Linked DNA regions of Triticum aestivum: region 1 is linked to region 2. Evidence: chromatin contacts called from public Hi-C data. All regions are on one chromosome and are shown on one strand. Each heading gives the region's core, a stretch centred on a gene start, on an enhancer-like site or on the middle of the called end of the contact. The rest is flanking DNA. Distances are from core to core; before and after follow the strand shown.

The links. A called contact is a pair of places that touch in the nucleus more often than the background predicts.
Region 1: a Hi-C map of leaf shows a contact between it and region 2, with 4 times the contacts expected there. The contact joins the promoter of LOC543074 here to the promoter of LOC123070582 in region 2. A contact is called at or near these places in 2 of 5 Hi-C or Micro-C datasets (both in leaf).

What each region holds. Positions count from the first base shown.
Region 1 is chr3B:500,591,368-500,594,124 of IWGSC CS RefSeq v2.1, reverse strand. It overlaps LOC543074 (two pore calcium channel protein 1-like), which reads right to left and starts at 1,500. Exons shown (of 24, transcript NM_001405507.1): 1 at 1,050-1,500; 2 at 179-322. The coding sequence starts at 1,229.
Region 2 is chr3B:500,438,705-500,441,469 of IWGSC CS RefSeq v2.1, reverse strand. LOC123070582 (30S ribosomal protein S20, chloroplastic) reads left to right here and starts at 1,455. Exons shown (of 3, transcript XM_044493843.1): 1 at 1,455-1,742; 2 at 1,824-2,008; 3 at 2,743-2,765. The coding sequence starts at 1,598.

The sequences.
Region 1 (2,757 bases), core at 251-2,750, 150 kb before region 2:
GACTGTGCCTAATTTGTTCTTTATTTTGACCATGGAAAGTTTCCACACTTAAGATGCCTGGTCACTGTTAGAATAATACAAAATCGATCTTGACCTAAAGAACCTATACAAAATAATATACAGATTCCACTTTCTGAGAACTAACCTCGTGACTGTAAGAAAGAAAAAAAGAACTAACCTCGAGAAAATTCAAAAGAATCAAAGCAAACAGGTTAAGTGACCACAGCCAGTCCAACCGGAGATACACAAAATAGAAACTCATTGCCCTCCCGAACCTCGTATCATTCAAGACATCCTCAGGGATGCCAACACCATCTTCTGCCTGCCAAAATAATTGTAACTACTAACTAGACATTCAAGTAAGTCAAAAGATGCAAAAAGAATTCAGGGGAAGATTCGACAAATAATTGTAACTACTAATTAGACTACTAATTAGAAGCTCCAACAAATATTTTCCGAAAGAAAGGTTATGCAACATAGTCTGATAAGTGCATCCTAGCTTTCAGGGGAAGATTCAGTTACCCTGATTTCCTTGCAAGACGAAATGGGACTTATACTGTAAGGCCCTTGGTGTAAGGATGTCTATGAAATAGGACTAACATTATTTTATTGTATAAGTTCAAATACAATGTCAAATTCCATAATGTAAAATATTAGATCAATTCTTAACATTTTTTTGGCACTTCATCAGATAGACAATAAGCATCTAACACTCACAAACTAGCCGAGACTAAACCAAAAAAGAAAAAGAAAATATCAAGCAGCACCTCTGCTTCCTAACCATCTCCCCGGCCACGTAGACTTTGGCACCAAATCAGCATGCTAGCCGACAATCCATCAAACACCATTCCTACGCCACCTCACTCACAGTCGCCAGCCACAACAACCAACAGCACAAAGCCCCTGGAGGCTCGAGCATCTGAATTCCCAGTTGCAGTCTACAGCAAACAGCGTAGCTGTTCGCTCAGAGAAACAGAGCAAAGTGGAGCAGAGGACCAGCGGAGCGAGCGAGAGAGAGAGGGGCAAAGAGAGGTGGAGTGGGAACCGACGAGGTCGACGAGAGCGGCCGCCTTCTGGTAACGGTCGCCATAGGCTAGCGCGTCCGACCGCCTGCGGTACTTCCTAGAGCCCTGCTCGCCGCCCCCGTCGCTGAGGCGGCGACTGCCGGAGGACGCCAAGCCGCGCTCCGCCGCCTCCTCGGTGATGAGAGGCGCCTCCGCTTCGCTCATCTCTCCCCCCCTGGCTAGACTGAGATGCAACCGGAGATCTGAAGGCTGAAGCTACGAGCGGAAGTGGAGCCCGAAGCGGAGGCGGAGGCGGAAGTGGATTAGTTTAAACAGGTGTTGTGTGGAAATGGGAATATGGGATTAGAAGCAACCGGAACGGATCGTGTTGAGGTAGTAGTCGACCACGTTGCGGCCATCTCGACTGGCCGCATACGAAGCACAGGTCGCCCGTAATCCCGTTGGGATTAGCGCGTGGACCGACAGCGGACAGGGAGACGGGGCACCAGCGCCCGGTATTGGTGGACGCCGGTGTTTGGTGTTTGGCTTTGACAGTGGACGGTCGTACAGGACGTATGCGCGGGGGTAGCTTTCGGCACAGCTGGGGTTCGGATGGGTGATGTCTGCGGGGCATTATCGTCGAAAAGAATTTGCATGCCCGTTCTCGTGCTTCTTTTTTTTTTTTGCGAATACGCCCGTTCTCGTGCTGACGTGGCTGGTACAGGTGTGCAAAAAATTCTTAAGCAGTGGGCAGACAGCATTGCTACGAATCTTAAGATTCCGACCAAGAAGCGTGAGGTTGAATTTGTGTTGTCATGATTATGTTTGTACTTATGATCTGTCATGATTATGTGTGTACTTATGAGCGCCATGATACAATTTTGTTACTCCCTACATTTACTTATACAAGACCACTATGAAATATGCGTTTTGGATCAATATAAGGCCACCAACAGTATTCAAGGAAAGAATTAATGATATTTTCTCATGCTAGCAACTTGTCTATTCCCTCCGTCTAGGTTTTTTTTTTGAGAGTACGTCAATAGCGTACCATATTTTTATAGAAAAGAGAATAAGATTTACAAGAGATGCCTTACGAATGGATGCACACATTCATTCTCGGCAACACCCGGAAACAACCCACACCTAAGATCCTAAGCCTACTCTCTCACGAAACGTGACAACCCAACACCTCCAACTCCGGCCTCAATCCACTCGTGCAGCTCACGAAGACTCGCGTCTACCAATTCACTCGGGGATCTTTATTGGCTTCTTCTATTAAAAACTCGAGCATTCCTTTGTTTCCACAGGGCCCATGTCACCACAATCAAAAATGTTTCAAAAGCCCGTTTGTTAGCCTTGACACTCCCCTTCCTCGCTAACAGCCACCAATCCAGCAAATTGTCGTTCTCAGTTGGCCTCGTGACCTGCAAGTTGAGGGCTTGGAGACCCTCATGCCAAACTTCCCTAGCGTACACACACTGGATCAAAATATGCTCAGCATTGTCCTCTTCCTGCAGGCACGTGTAACAAGCTGAGGATCTATCCTGAAGCCCATGCTTAGTGAGTAAGTCATCTTAGGTTGTGCACCGTGACCAAGGAGGAGGGGAAAATGAGAGACCTTAATGTTTATTTGCTAATTAATAGCATTGCATGCAATGAACTAACCACTACATGTCGTATTTGGTAGTCTCAAGTCATTAAAAGCATGCACACCCTTCGTCTCTTATTGGTTGATATGTGAAGAAACAAG
Region 2 (2,765 bases), core at 206-2,705:
AATCGCTAGCAAGTGTGTGAACCGCATTGTCTGGATGCAGTTTGCCATCCAACGCCATCTCGCATTGGTCTGCAGACTAGTTTGAGTGTTCGTTTTCTCGCAAACCAGAAGCAAATTAGGGGGGGGGGGGCTTTACGAGAGTGTGGACCACCGTGATGTAAGACTCTGACGCCCACGGCCCACCCAAAACCACATGAGGACCCCGCGTGTCTACCCATGTCCCCTTCTCTGCATCTGGTTCCTCCCTCTCCTTTGATGCTGTTGTACCACCCCGGTCGCCCGCCAAGCCCTTGTCGGACCTTCGTGACCTCCACCGCTCCACTCGGTCGCCACGCTATTAGTCCACACCTCTCGTCCATCCACCGAGCAGGTACCATCTGCCAGTGCAGGGGTCACCACGCCCGGCAAGTGTTTGGTGAAATGCTCGTGCAATTTTTTTGTCCCTTCTTTGAAGCAATGGATTCGGACATGGAATACATGTACGAGCACTGTGTTGAGTCGTCCGACGAGGAGGATTATACGGATGAAACATCGATGATGCAGGCGGTCCTTCCAGACGCGAGGTGTGCGGAAGAGCATGTTCTCGGTTTCAAGGGATCGATCAAGGGTCATCACATGACCACTGGATTTGGCAGCGGCCTCCATGTTTGCTAGGTTGATCAGAAGGACAACCTCCTCCTAGCAACTACACTGTTAATGTGCATCAGTAGAACATTGACTACTATCTGGTTGATGATATCTATCCTCCATGGACTACATTCGTTAAGACCATCTCTGAGACGTTGGTCAAAAAAGAGCTCACTTTAACCAAAGATAATAAGGAGCTAGAAAGAATGTGGCGAAGGCATTTGGAGTGCTCCACGTCCGTTTTGCAGTTGTTCGTGGACCTGCTAAACAATGGGACCCGGAGATCTTCAGGGGAGATGATGACATGTTATATGATCATGCATGACATGATTGTGGAGGATGAGGGCGCAGATGTTGCCGGGGGTCTGGAATTTGAGAACATGGGTGATCCTATCCAACTTCCACATCAAAATCCGGTCATGTTTGATAAGTTTGTTTAGATACATCAACAAATTCGGCATCGAGCAATTTATGAGCAGTTCAAGGAAGATTTGATTGAGCATCTATAGGCGGTTAAAGAGGACAACTAGAACATATGAAAGTTGAATTCAAGTTTGAACTATTTAATTTGAAAACTTAGTTGGATTATAATATTTAAAGTATAACCACTGTCGCATTTAAATATTTCCACTCATGAAGGTTTGAGATGCTATTGTTTGAGTTTGCGGGCTCTTAACAACAGAGGCGATGTTTAGAGGCCATGGTTGGATGACCAACGTCCGTATCACTGTCTGTGGATCGGATTCACAGATAAGTACAATGCCCGTTTCGGGGATGGGCTTGAAGACACCCTTGTGGAAGACATTATTAACTTCAGTCCCCGTCTTAGTGCAAAGTAGGCGTAAATCGGTTTCCCGCCTTCAGCCCCACAGTGGGAGCAAACCTACTACTTCCCCGGATAAGATAACATCATCGGCACTGACACAGGACGGGGCTGCAGCTCGAACTCCTCCCATCCTGGTCTCCAGCCATGGCCACCGCCACCTCCCCGCTCCTCTCCCTCTCTTCCCTCTCGGCCTCCCTCCCCTCCCCTTCCCGGGCACCCGCCTCCCTCTCCCTCCGCGCCCTCGCCCCACAGGCCCGCCTGTCGACCTCCTACGCCGCCTTCCCCATCGGTACCGCACTTCCCTTCCCCCGCTCGAGTTTCCTCAAGAAAATTATGTTTATTCATCAGTGACCGAGAATGCTTTCGTCAGGTGGGTTCGGAGCCTCGGCGTCGACCGGAAGGTTTAGGAGGAGGGGGCTGCAGGTGGTGTGCGCCGCCGAGCCGCCCAAGACTGGAAGGCAGGCGGACTCGGTCAAGAAGAGGGAGCGTCAGAATGACAGACACCGCATTCGCAACCATGCACGCAAGGCCGAGATGCGCACCCGGATGAAGAAGGTATATACAATGCCTAACGGCGGGCGTATCCCTTTCTCCATCTTTCAAGTTTTGCCACTAAAATACTCAATTGGCACTGCGTGCCTTGGTGAAAATGGGGAATAGGTGCTTTGAGATAAGCACTTGTTGCTGTGTTTTGGGGAATTTTGAGGGTTGGGGAGTAGAGTAGACTCTATACTGCAAATTAACGGAGTTTAAGAATTTGTAAAATGTGTGTTGGTTTCTCCACTTGAAATACATTTTGGAGTTGCATTCTGTTATTCTGACATGCCTTATTGTCAATGTAGATGGATTTGATGTAGTATTAACCAACAAACGGATTAAATTTGATTGTACAAGGCGAGTGATTAATTAGATATTGCAAGTGGATTTATTATCGGAATATTGCCCACAAAACATCCGAAGAAGGGGACAGAAGTAACAAACCACCAAATTTAGTTTCCGTGGCGTACTTCATCTGAATAATAGGTGTTATGTGTTATTTTAGTAAATCAAATGTCATATAAACTCCATCCTGAATTAGTTGGCACTCAAACGGATGTATCTAGCACTGAAATATGTCTAGATACATCCATTTGAGCGTCAACTAATTCCGGACGGAGGGGAGTACTGGTTATTGGTATGAAGATGGTTTCATTTGTACAAAACATTCAGTTTTTTTAATTTAGCAATCAATCCCAGAAGTTTTCTTTTATATTGAGACCAAATGCCCTAAGCTTTTACTCTTTGATTAGGTTTTCAGAGCCCTTGAAAAGCT